Regions from separate parts of the Zea mays genome. Here region 1 is linked to region 2. The links are chromatin contacts, called in public Hi-C maps. All regions are on one chromosome and are shown on one strand. The core of a region is the stretch at or near the end of the contact, and the rest is flanking DNA. Distances in the headings are between cores, read along the strand shown.

Region 1 (6,656 bases), core at 3,822-6,321, 620 kb before region 2:
TACATACATAAACTGATTGTAGCCTATAGTAGACATATATTTATACCCTAAACTTAGTAAACTGCTTGTGTTTATAGCATGGATTCACACATGTCATGGACGAGTGGCTCCTCGGATGGAGGACAAGTATGACCTAGGTATGGTATGGTGTCGCCATAGTGCGGAGCGTGGACGACCAGTAGGAGGTCGTCGGAGTGTAGGGCGCGGGGTGCGAATCAGCGGGGGTAGCCGAAGTGTAGGGCACAGACATGTTGGTCGTCGGAGCGCGGGGCGCAGACCACTAGAGTGCGGGGCTCAAACAATAGTCCAGAGGCGGCCAGAGCACGAAGCGCGGACCCATGGGATGCGGCCGGAGCGCGGACTGGACCGGCTGCGGCTTGCTCCCTTCCGACAGCGGCTCAGAAGGTGGATGGATGCACTAGCGGCGGGATAAGCGGCGGCGACGATGGCGGAAAAGCTCAAGCCGTCACACAGTCACAGATGATGGGTTGGTGTGAGGGTTAGGGATTTTTTTGGTGGGTCCCACCTGTAAGAAACGTGAACTTGACAGAAACGGCGTTGGAGGGCACAACTGATCAATATTTGGGCAGCAAGGGTAGACATGTGGAAGATATATAACTATGGGTAAAACTTGTGTAGTGTGTCAAAACTAAAGGCAGACATGTAAAAACCCCTTATAGCTTCTAGCAGAGAGATTAAGAAAAAACATTAATTAAACTAAAGGAATTATAGAACTAAATGGACTAGATCATGGGCGGATTTGGGCCCCGGGCCACCTGGGCCGTGGCCCGGGGCGCAGCCCAAAACTCCTCTTGTATATATATTTTTTTCAGTGAAAAAATCTGGTTCAAAATACATTTCAGCCCAAAAATGTGACTCCAAAGACATCCTGCTTGCAGCGATTGAGCTTGACGCTGGCGGCCTCTCCTAGTCATGAAAACACAGACTCTTCCAATTATTTCGCAAACATGTGCGGCTGTACTTCATATGTTGCCAGCGGCACTGCCGCCTCCCTCCAGTCACTCTCCACGCCTTTGGGCTCCACGAATCCGGCAAGGGCATAAGGCAGCAACCTCTGAGACAACCGGACGGGCTCTAACTCAGGCATCTGCCACCACCGGTCCGACCTCCGCCAGTCCCCCTCCAGCCTCCCTATGACCCTGCAGCAGAGCCACGCGCGCCCTGCACTGGTGCCACGCCACCGCCCATGCAAACTCGCCCCTGCCATTACATCTTCTTCCAAGCTATACAACTTCCTTAACCTGATTCCCTTTCTTTTCTTATTCATAGGCGAGGGCGAAGTGCCTCTCTGGCCAATGGGCAGCGACTGTCTGCTGTCATGTGCCCGTAATTCTCTCCTATTGTGAGTAATTGTTCTCTGTCATAGTTTCACTGGATTGTTTTAAATGTTACTACCCCGTTCTTACATATTTATCGTCCGCTAGTTCATTTTGAACTAAATCGCTAAAAATAAAAAGACGGAGTAGTACATCATTATATGTGTAGAGTGGTCCGGAGCGTTAATTTTACGGAGCTCCGCCACTGGACTAGATTGTCGAACGTGCATGGATGAAGCAGCAACATGCATCCTACCATCTTGCAGAAATTTCCAGAGACGACTACAGACTGCTAGCTACGAACAAAATGTTGGGAGCAGAATTTTACAATAGGTTGTTTATGTATCGTACAGGCCAGCAGCACAAATCTTTGCAGGAGAGGAGAGGAGCGAAGCACTCCCATATGGTACGGCAGCATGGGTACTAGAGCAATTGGTGTTGCCAAAAGAGGAAAACTGATCCCCAACATGCTTTGGGGAAGCAAGTCCCCGGCACTTCAGGTTTCAGGCTAGCAAAAAGGAGGGCAGAAGTGCATCCCAAGCAACGGCTGCATATACTTTATGGACTAAAAAACATTTAAGCCCTCACACATCGTGGCTACATCTCAACCAGACCTGGCTTGTATTGTAACTTAAATTCTAGTCAACGCGAAAACTCGAGAACAGCTTTATCTTAGTCCATGATCAAGAGGCTGCCCTGAGACCACATTGTAGGTTAGGCTCAGTCACTTATAGCGTGTTTGATTTGAGGAACAAGATAGTGTATCATCTTCTCACTCCTTACTTTCTTGTTTGATTTTATGGAATGTAATAGGTTGATCTATCACCATTTTCTTCCTTGGGCTAATAATTAGTGATAATACGAGGAATGAGTTCATTCCACCAAATTTATGGAATTAACTCATAATGCACCATCTCATCTAGAATGGATTGATTCTTGAAACCAAACACCCTCTTACATTCTTGTTGTACTTGTTCCTCATGATCAGAGACTTTAATGTTGCCTTAATTTGGGTGCCTCGTTCTACACGCAAACCGTGACCAAGACAATACTTAGAGCACTTACAACTCGGAACCTTTAGATCAGTTTTTCAAGTATAAGATATAACTAAGAGATTGTATAATACAATCTAAAGTTCCTAGATCATATATAGTTAAAAATAATATATGTAGAGAGTCATGTAGAGACGAGCTCTTTATGAAAAGCCTATTTCTTGATTTTTTTTCTCCACTTACCCCTACAAACCCCTTAAGAGACCCCTAATTAATTGGTGTACATGCAAATTTTGTTGAAGGCCACAATACCACAACTCAACTCTGGATGTATTCATTGGCAGGTTCAGTGCAAGATGGTCCCCGATCAGTGATCGCGTAGCCGTTCGGCTAACCGGGCTAGCCGGCCGACTCCACCGTATCACCGATTTTGGATCTTGAATTTAGTAAAATTTGCAAATTTTGAAAACTTTTGATGCCAGTTTTTGTATAACTACTATAGGTTATTTGAAGACTTTCTGCTGGCACCAAATTTCAAAATACGCAACGGATTTCGAACTAAAAATGGCCGCTCCCCAAAGCCGATAAATCGATGTGTATGACTGATTAGCCGGTGGCCGAGTAGGGGCTAGAGTTTGGGGGATTTTTTCTCTCCTTTTCACTAGAAATGTTTTCAAATTATCACTGCTATATACAATATGGGCTAACAATACTTGTAATGATAGATCACTAGAACATTAGGTGTTCTTCAGATACCCTATAATGATTTGAAGGCAACAACTTTTGTCCTCGCTAGATAGTTATAGGTATAAAAATATTAAATAGTAGTACTAAGATCTAACAAAAAACATTGGTTCTTAAAGCCATTGTCATCAACCTAACTCAAACAAAAGTTAATAGATTTAACAAAAATCGGTATGAAAGCACGCTATGATGTTAATAGATTTAACATTAACTCAAACAAATTGACATGTGTATATGACATGATATGTATAGGTCTATCAAGTATCAACTATACATATGTTAAAGGTGGAGGGTGTATTGTATCTTCAGTGTTATTTGTGAACTATAAAAGTGAGACATGTAATGTATTTGAACCATGAAACCGTGTCATGTGATGCATTTGAACCACTAATTAAATGTGTTATTGGACTTGTGATAACTATTTGAAGACTTTTTGCTGAAACCAAATTTCAAAATACACAATGAATTTCAAACTAAAAAAATCGAAGTGTAGGAATAATAAATCGACGTGTAGAACTGATTAGTCGACGGTCGAATAGGAGCTAGGGTTAGGGAGATTTTTTTCTCTTTTCACTTGAAATCCTTTTAAAATACCACAGCTAGATGTTGTTATTGAAGTTGTGATAACAGCTGGGACATTTTTTGTTCAATTGTTGAGACATAAACATGTTTTTATTTGCCAAAAACAAGGCATTCGGTTTTACCTGATGTGCTGTCGATTTATCGGTTCTGGAACCGATTAATAGGTCATATCAGTCGATAAATCGATGTCAAACCGAGCTGATTCAAAAAATTGTTTGAATTTAGATTTGGCCGGCTTTTATCGGTTTACACCGATAAATAACGATTAGTTGCTAATCGGTCTTGGCCAGTTTTTGAAGTCCCACTGGTTTGGTGAACCTTGTCCCCGATTGACAAAAACAAAAGGTTATCCACAACGGTGATCAAAGTTTGCGCCTTGATGCCATATCCAACTGGAACGAGTTTTTGTTGTAAAGGATGATCTCAGGTTTTGGGAAAGAAACAAACCAAATTTAACAAGACATGAAAAGTTTAATTGAGTACATACAACCAAACAAGGGGATTTGCAAGTATTTAACAAGCTAGGTTAGGTTAACCTTGCTTATTTTCTAGCTAGGATCGGAATGAGTCACACGACCACTGAACAAGAAGATTCAGGGCCTGTTGTTTCTCTAGTGCTAAAGTTTAGCAGCTGACTAAATTTAGCACATGCTAAACTTTTGATAAACTTTAGCATTCGAGGCTTGTTGGTTAAAATGCTAAAGTCTTGCGGTCCTCGAGGAGCATGCTGCCAATGGTGGGGGAGAGAGGAAGGGGTATTCAAAACAAAATAGGGTTGAGAACCACTTTTAGCATAGTTTAGCATCTTTGATGGAGCTAAAGTGCTAATGAGTTCTAAACTTTAGCACAACTCTTTTAGGGGGTGTTTGGTTTCTAGGGACTAATTTTTAGTCTCTTCATTTTATTTCATTTTAGTTCCTAAATTGCCAAATACGAAAACTAAAACTCTATTTTAATTTATGTATTTGGAAATTTAGGGACTAAAATGAAAAAAATGGAGGGACTAAAAATTAGTTCTTAGAAATGAAACACCCACTTAGGTCCTGTTTGGAAGCACCCAATTTTTAAGAAACTGGTTTATAGAAATTGGGGTGGTTCCAAACATACCCATTTATAACCAAGTTTATAGATATTAAATTCTCAGGTTTTTAAAAACCAAAAAGCTCTTCTAACTAAAAGATAAAAACTGTTTTTTTAAAAACTGTGTTGCTTCCAAACAGGATTTTAGTCACTTGTTTGTTTCTTTAGTAGCTAAACTTGAGTAATAAGTGCGGTGCTAAAGTCTAGCAAGGAAACGGGAAAACGACCTCACCTGGGCCCTCCACCACGGCTGCTCCGGCTCAAACATTGGCGCATGGGCTGGGCCTTCCTAGAGCGCTCGGCCCATGTTTAGGAGTGCCGGGCGTGCGCGCAGCGTGCCTCTTCCTAATCCATCGCAGAGCGCCGCCGGCGGGTAGCGCTACTGCTAGAGGAGAGGAAGCGGAAAGGGCGGCGGCGGCGCTTGTGGTCAGTCAAAGATCCAACCTCCGGACTCGCGATGGGGCGGCGGATCCTCAACGATGCTCTGCGCACGATGGTCAACGCAGACCGGCGGGGGAACGCGTCGGCGCTTCTCCGACCCATCTCCGGCGTCATGGTCTCCTTCCTCAACATCATGAAGTACCGAGGTAGTATTCCGCCTCTTACTAGGTATCTGCCACAACCTCCTTCATGACCAGCTAGCATACCGCCGCCTCTCCCTTCGCCAATCTTATCTCGTCGTCGGATGTTCCCAAGAAGCACACCAAAGCTTTGATGCCGCTTCTAAGTCGTTAACAGAGTAATCAACCCATTTCTAGGAGAATCACATCTAATAGTGACTTGCGAGTGGCGTGCTGGTTTAAGGAGAAAAGGGTACTGATCCCCTCATGTTGACATCGAAGTTTGCTATGCTCCTTATACGTTGATAGCAACTTATCACACCGAACCACCTCAGCTTCAAATTAACTAGTAAATTGGTCGTGCCTTGCGCAACTCGATCACCAATATGTTTTACATTTTAAAAGTGTTGCTTTAGACATATACATTTTAAAAATGTTGTTTTAGACATATATGTCTGCACTCGCGTACTCGAAAAGTTATCGTTAAGGTCTTGAGGATACAATAGGATATAAAGTTTGGATCAGGCTGCAGCGGTTCACTCGAAAGGTAACTCTAAAATACGGTTGAAAAATATGGTGTACAAATTTAGAGTTGCATGAGTGTAGATAGCTTAATCATGCACACATCAATGAATTAGTGAACTGAAACAAAGAAAGAAAGATAGGTTTACAACTTGTTTGCCAGTTGATGAGTTGCTATAGCTCTCCTCATTCCTCAGGTTTCCAAGTCAAACACTGATCTTTGTGCTGCTATACAATAGTTATTTTTTGTACCCACTAATTTTCCATGCACATACCTTATTAGCAATTACTTTCATAAGAGATGACAGATTGAAACTTTGAGATGGTATGTGCACCAGTCGTACCATGGACTCACACTCACACAACTAACTTATTAAGGGCTTACCCTGTTTGGTGATATAATTGATCAGTGTGCTATCTCCCAAATTAGTTCACGCGGGCAGCGACCGTCCGTGTCCTGGCCTCCACACGCATCACGGCATCAACACCTAGAACACCAGGCCCTCCCCCAGATTCGGCACGCTGACCTGCTTGTCCTCTCTGGCCTCAGAACCTGGTGGCTGCTACTCACCCATGCCTGTGTCCTGCGGCAACTGCTCCGCTAGCAGCGTCAGTGGAGCCTGCAAGGAAGAAGATGAAACACGTTAGTTAGTAGGCACTAATCTTTGTAAACAAATCTAAAAAATGCATATGTTCAATTCATATGGAGGCATGAAGAACAATGTGTTTTAATTGAGTTCTTCTCCGTAAGTTCTAAGCAACATCATTTAAACTAATTTGCTAGTATTTTAAAAAGCATATGACCTCAACCAGATTGAATATCAGGAACCTTAGAACAC
Region 2 (7,203 bases), core at 3,140-5,639:
ATGCCTCAGGTCTACAATCAAGATCAAAAGGTGTTAGCTGCACTGTAAGATTATTTACAAGTAACAAAAATCAAAACAGTGTTCAACGCAATAACTAACATGTGCCTCGGTGTGCGAGCCCTTATGTTAGAGCTTGGCGATGCACACGGTGCTGAAGTCATGCAGTCATTTTTATACACGTATGCGTGGGGTTGGGGGTGTAGACATCCCGGGATTGCCAAAATCAGTGTCGATCTCGGGCAGGAGGGGGATGCACGCGAGCATCTCAAGGGGTGGACAGGGTAGGGAGGGGGATGATAGCGACGATCTCGACATACCAAATAGGCGCGGCGGGGAGAGGAGGGCGATCTTGGGGGATGGGACAGCGAGATTGCCGAACCAGATGGACGCCATTATGCGAGTTCACTGTGGTGCAGGGGCGACGAGATGGGAGGAGAGTTCAGTGCGGTGCGTGGGCGGCGAGATGGGAGGGGTGCTGAGCGGCGTGCGATAGAGGAGGGGTTGAGGGACAGAACAAAAGAACAGAGGGGTTACCGGCTACCCCTTATTGCCTTAATAGAGTAGTGTAGATAAGAGTGGTTCAAGTGTAGCCAGCCCTTACCGACTCTCACATTAGCTATCGATGACACTTTCGATCATTCAATCGATCATCAACAGTCTTTTATCTACAACAACGCTCTAGTGTACACCAAACACCAGTGTATAGTCTTTAGTGTATAGTCTTTATCGTCAATCTATAGTCATATCAATGCCACATTATTTTTTGTACTACAGACATTTATTAGAAATGAAACATGGAATTTTATTGAAATAAAAAATCATATGACCAAACAATTAAACAAAATTATATAATTAAAATGTAAAAAAATAAAAAAATAAAAAAACATAGTTTGTAAAAGGACAAATATGATACTAGATGTTGCTTGGTCACAAATAGTAATATAAATGACAATGATAATGATCGACACTCGAATGATAACAATAATAAATTTGAATATGCCGGTATCAACTTTTATTGTGTGATCTAATTACGGTTAGACTTGAATAAATATGATTTAATGTTATGGGTTACCTATTCGTTACAATTATGTTAACAAAACGGCAACTTAGTGCATTTGATAGATCGTGCGATCCTGAAAGTGTTAATTTTTTTTCTGGTGCGTCAACGTCAACAGACGCCATGTCAAACAGGAGGAGGATGATTAGCCAGAGCAAAAGAAAAAGGAAAAAGACGGAAATGATTACGACAAAACATAAATAAAAATCGGTAAAAACTCTGAAAACCACTTTTGATCGCCCCCGGGGCAACCCGCAAAACCAGGTAAGGCCTTGTTCGGTTACATGGGATATAATCCCACCATGGATTTAATCCGGATATGGATTGGGTGAATCCATATCTCACACCCAATCCCATGGTGGGATTAAATCCATCAACAAATCCATGTGACTTTCAAAGCTAGTTATTCTTTTGATCCATGGATTCTAATGTAAACTTGTGCAATATCTCATGGATTTGTTCCATACCTAATGGGCTATGGATAGAATCCATGTCTTCCATAGTTTAAAAAATTCCCAAACCTTTGGGTTATATTCCATGATGGGTTTAACCGAACAAAAAAAATTAAGTAGTCATGGATTATTTTGGGGCATGGATTGAGGTATGGATTTAATTCCAATCCATGCTAATCCAGAGCGGGATTGGTGTAAACGAACAAAGCCTAAAGGATCCGGGTTGGATCCCGAGTAGATCCACCAGCAAAAGTGGGGGCGCCCGCCCCTTTGCTTCCAACCCACGCAAAAACCCGGATCCGATGAATGACCCTCCACCTCCACTTCCTCCTCACGGGCGGTCGCCTCGTCGTACAGACGAACAGAAACAAATGGCAAGCAAAAAAATATACAATACCAACAAAATACCGCGAAAGAATGCTACGGTCACCGGGGTGCATCTGCCGCCAATTCGACAGCCGTGTGTCTCTGTCTCTTCAAAGCACGGAAAGGCAGGCCGCCGGGGCGAGTGTGGTTTTTTTCCTTGTGTGCAAGCATTAGGGTGCAGGTACCAAAACTGCTGCGCGTCAGAAACCATGGGGTCATCAGCTTTGGCGGATTTTGGAGGCGGTGATGTGCGCTCCCTCTGTTTTCTCATGTACCAAGGTCAGAAGGTGACGCGGCGTCGGACCGTGTGCATTTATTTATTTATTATTACAACAGCGAGATTACCGTCCGAATGCCAAATTTATTACTACCGAAACAAAAAAAAATACCAGCCTCGTCTGTTCTACTTCTAGTACGTACGTACGTACGTACAGGGCGCGTCAGCACTGCTTGTGCTTGAGGACAAAAAAGGAGTGGTTTTTAGTGGCAGAAAGTTCCCGCTACTTGTCACGCATTAAACCTCCGCTGATTTAGGAGTAGAAACCTTCTTTCAAAAAAAAATCTTTGAAGATAAATAAAAAGAGAGACCCAAAATACTCCATCCCAAGCTGATCATATCCGATCATACCTGGACATGTAAACAAAAAATCCATCCGTAAACCAGCATCAGATGAAGAAAGCAAACCCAATGCACTACCAAAAGGAAAGAAAGAAAAAATTCCTAATCTTTCTTATCCCTCACCTACCATTTTTTTAAAAAAATCTAATACTACATGGGCAAGGGACGAAGGTGGTGGGAGCAAAGAGGCCCCCACCCCTGCCCCCGCAATGCGTGTATAAAACGGGGCCCGGGGCTGCCGCTCAACTCACCCATCCATTCCACCTCCGTTCACCCCGTCCATTTGATTTGCGTTCACTGCGTTGCGTTTCCTTGGAGGGGATTGTTCTCTCCTCTCCTTTGGATTGGAGGTCCCTCCTTCTTCTCCTCTCTCTCTCAGAGGAAGGTAATGCAATGGGGGTGCTCTAGCCCTCTCCTCCTCTGCTCCTGCCGTCCTGCGTGGGTGCGTGCGTGGACGCTGGTCTGCTGTCCTGCTCCGGGCGAAATGCCGCCGCCGCTCGCCGTGACTGATGCTCCTCCTCCTGGTCGTGTCCGAACGCGCCGGACGGTGCCGCCGGTAGCATGTAGGAACTATACGCTCCGCTCGGACCTGGTCATGATCGATCGATGGTGTAGGGGAGGTCATGCCGAATTTTTTCGCCCGGTTCTCTGAACCTGCCGCCACTCTGCAGGCGGGGGAGGTGCTGCCTCTGCATGCAGTTGCTTTCCTTGCAGCTATAGCCAAAACAAACAAAACAAAAGACGGGTTTTTTTACGGCTGTTGTACCAGCCTACCAGGGGATAGCTAGCGACTAGCGTCCGTGAGATCCAGAGAACTATTGTCTGCCACTTGACGAGATCCTAGGGGAGCGGAGGGAGCCTGCTTATCCGCGCAGGAACGACGGTGTTAGCTTCTGGATCTGGGGTTTACTGAGCACCAAGGCTCTTGCAAACTCCGGGTTTAAGGTTTCATATATATATATTTTTTGCATACTCCCGAGTTGGTACCAGAACGCTAGTAGATCCGGCGCTTCTTTGTTTCCTCTTTAATTAACCAATATTTTTGCAAGAAATATTTCTGTGACGATTTTCCTCGGATAAGTTGTTGCCTTGTTGGCTTTATCCGTCCGGATGCCCCGCCATGTGCTCCTTGTCTCGGGACTCGGAGACAGGCTGACAGTCCTGGGTTCTTGTGCTAATGGCCATGGTTAACTTACGTTAATCCTGCGCCTTATTATCATCATCTAGGTGTAATTACTTCCGTTTGTGCTAATCACCTCGTGATTGCCTGCAATAAGGAACCCCAGCCCCCCCACCTTGCTGATGCCGTGCTTTTCTAGAGAAGTACCCTGCCGCGTCACGCTTCGTCCTCGCCTGCTTTGGATTCAACGGCTTTTTGGAGGCCGAGGCCATTGGTGCCATGCGGCCAGCCCTTTTCTTCTCCATGGTTCCCATCGATGTGTTTTTGTTCGGTTCTCTCGTCAGATCTGTATAAATAGGCGCCTCCCTTCTCCGCCATTCCTCGGTCCTCTGAAGCGTTTCAGTTCATCGATTCAGTTCTTGTATGCCTCTTGTTGTATTGGTTGTTTCTTCTTTCTGGTCTAGGTACTAGGACTATAGTACCAGGATCTGAGTCGTTTTTTTTTGGGTCTTGCTCCTGTCTGCCGTTTCTTTCCCCCCTTCCAGAGTTAGGTTCTGTTGGTTTCTTGCCTGCAATATAGTTTCGTGGCGCAGCGTCAAGGGTGTGTCGAGACTTAAAAGACTGGTTGTTGGCAGTTGGGTTTATGTCTTGCTGGAGGGGTTTTAGTTTTAGGATGTCATCGCAGCTTTTATGTCAACGGATCTGAACCGTTTTTCGGTTTCAGTTTTCTCTGCTGACTGAAGCTTCCGCTTCCGTTTCGGTTTCGCTGTGCAGGCCTGAGGATCCAGGAAGAGGACAGCAATGGGGGAAGGTGCAGGTGACCGTGTCCTGAGCCGCCTCCACAGCGTCAGGGAGCGCATTGGCGACTCACTCTCTGCCCACCCCAATGAGCTTGTCGCCGTCTTCACCAGGTCTGCCCTCATTTCCCCCGCTTCGTCTGCAAGTTTACATTTATTTTGCTACGGGTATTATTTGAGCGAATGCGACTTTTTAAGACCAGTTCCATCATATTATGTATTGTTAGATCTAGCATGATGTGGCCATCATTCAATGCTGTAGACATAATGTTCCTGTGTTCCCTAATAAGATGAGTATTTAATTAGCATCCAGGATTTTGTCGAAACCTAGTACTGGATACTGATGATACATACATACACCATGCTTTTTTTAGTACCGACTGTAAACTGCTGTTAGATCTGGCTGCACCTGCATGTGTGTTCTTTAGTTTTATATTCAATACGATGTTTCTGAACAGAATGATTGGAGTCTGAACTTACCCAATGTATAGCTTGTTACTAAAGGGTCTATCGAATACGATAATGCTTGCTAACCAGTTTATGCTTAGTTCTGACACGTTCTGTTCAGCATGAACGCATAGGCATCTGACTAGATCGGATGTGTAGGCATGAAAGGGGTTTCGAGAAGTTCAGTTAAAAGAGAGGAATCTTTGTTTTCATTTTTTCGAATGAATTTGCTGTTGTGCCTCTTCGCTATGTTGCATATGTTCCCACGCTACTGACTGCTGATCATACGTCTAAACTATTTCTTGAAATTGTATATGTTTGATGAGTTTATAGATCTGGCATAGTCTGATGTTATTTGGCACATCGTTTTGCGCAGGCTGAAAAACCTTGGAAAGGGTATGCTGCAGCCCCACCAGATCATTGCCGAGTACAACAATGCGATCCCTGAGGCTGAGCGCGAGAAGCTCAAGGATGGTGCTTTTGAGGATGTCCTGAGGGCAGCTCAGGTTTGCATCAGATTCAGATCTCGCTGGACAGCACTGTTCCTTTTGTAGTGTGCACCTTCTTTAATCATTCTAGCTCTATTATCTTACAGGAGGCGATTGTCATCCCCCCATGGGTTGCACTTGCCATCCGCCCTAGGCCTGGTGTCTGGGAGTATGTGAGGGTCAACGTCAGTGAGCTCGCTGTTGAGGAGCTGAGAGTTCCTGAGTACCTGCAGTTCAAGGAACAGCTTGTGGAAGAAGGGTATGATTTTTGCAGCCCCAACAACAACTTTGATTAATATACCATGATTAATATACTTTTCTAAAATAAAAAGGTTTTGGTCATATATATGACAGTTTATAATACTTTTGGTGTATATATTGCAGCCCCAACAACAACTTTGTTCTTGAGCTGGACTTTGAGCCATTCAATGCCTCCTTCCCCCGTCCTTCTCTGTCAAAGTCCATTGGCAATGGCGTGCAGTTCCTCAACAGGCACCTGTCATCAAAGCTCTTCCATGACAAGGAGAGCATGTACCCCTTGCTCAACTTCCTTCGCGCCCACAACTACAAGGGGATGGTGAGCCATTGTTTTATCTGTTTCTTTACTTAAATGTCATCGATATTGTCTAGAAGTTGTCAAAAGGGTGTTAGCAAAGTGGAAATTTTGTATCATTAAGGCTGACCTGTGATGCATACCCGATAAATAATGAGTTGCTGAGCTGTCTAAAATTTTTAACCACAAGGACACCTTAAACTATTTATCCATATATTCCTGCTGTGGTAGTTGTAAATTGGCTTTGAACTAGCTGGAAAAATCTGAAATTCTATGGTTCCCTACAGACCATGATGTTGAACGACAGAATCCGCAGTCTCAGTGCTCTGCAAGGTGCGCTGAGGAAGGCTGAGGAGCACCTGTCCACCCTACAAGCTGATACCCCATACTCTGAATTTCACCACAGGTACTGAATACTTTTTGTTGACTCGTTTACATATACTAAAGCAACTGAAGCATGTACTAGTACTCTTGCGATTTAACACATAATCCTGACTGGACAAAAACAGGTTCCAGGAACTTGGTCTGGAGAAGGGTTGGGGTGATTGCGCTAAGCGTGCACAGGAGACTATCCACCTCCTCTTGGACCTCCTGGAGGCCCCAGATCCGTCCACCCTGGAGAAGTTCCTTGGAACGATCCCCATGGTGTTCAATGTCGTTATCCTCTCCCCTCATGGTTACTTCGCTCAAGCTAATGTCTTGGGTTACCCTGACACCGGAGGCCAGGTACTCTCCTTAGCCACTCAGGCACGGATACACAGTTAAAAGAAACACTGAAGTCGCTCTGATCAATCTGTATTCCACCTGCAGGTTGTCTACATCTTGGATCAAGTGCGCGCTATGGAGAACGAAATGCTGCTGAGGATCAAGCAGTGTGGTCTTGACATCACGCCGAAGATCCTTATTGTAAGTGTGATGCCTAATGTGATAAAAAAGGAAAATATAGCGGCTAAATTGGTGACATTAAGAACCTTATTTGAATTTTTTTTTTGCGCAGGTCACCAGGTTGCTCCCTGATGCAACTGGCACCACCTGTGGCCAGCGCCTTGAGAAGGTCCTTGGCACCGAGCACTGCCATATCCTTCGCGTGCCATTCAGAACAGAAAACGGAATCGTTCGCAAGTGGATCTCGCGATTTGAAGTCTGGCCGTACCTGGAGACTTACACTGATGTAAGTACCAAAAGATACTAGGAGTTGCTACTAATCTGTTGGTGAAAGACATAGTTCTTGCTGACTCTTTTTTGTTTGTTTGAATTGTTGGTAGGACGTGGCGCATGAGATTGCTGGAGAGCTTCAGGCCAAT

What was found. Hi-C and Micro-C count contacts between places; a contact is called where the count stands out from the background.
Region 1: a Hi-C map of ear shows a contact between it and region 2, with 1.7 times the contacts expected there. The contact joins the promoter of LOC100285614 here to the promoter of LOC542247 in region 2. A contact is called at or near these places in 2 of 25 Hi-C or Micro-C datasets (bundle sheath and ear).

What each region holds. Positions count from the first base shown.
Region 1 is chr9:128,431,783-128,438,438 of Zm-B73-REFERENCE-NAM-5.0, reverse strand. LOC100285614 (40S ribosomal protein S15a-like) reads left to right here and starts at 5,071. Exons shown (of 3, transcript NM_001158505.2): 1 at 5,071-5,322. The coding sequence starts at 5,193.
Region 2 is chr9:127,810,868-127,818,070 of Zm-B73-REFERENCE-NAM-5.0, reverse strand. LOC542247 (sucrose synthase 1) reads left to right here and starts at 4,389. Exons shown (of 14, transcript NM_001111853.1): 1 at 4,389-4,525; 2 at 5,235-5,364; 3 at 5,454-5,605; 4 at 5,731-5,923; 5 at 6,187-6,305; 6 at 6,409-6,625; 7 at 6,710-6,805; 8 at 6,897-7,070; 9 at 7,165-7,203. The coding sequence starts at 4,416.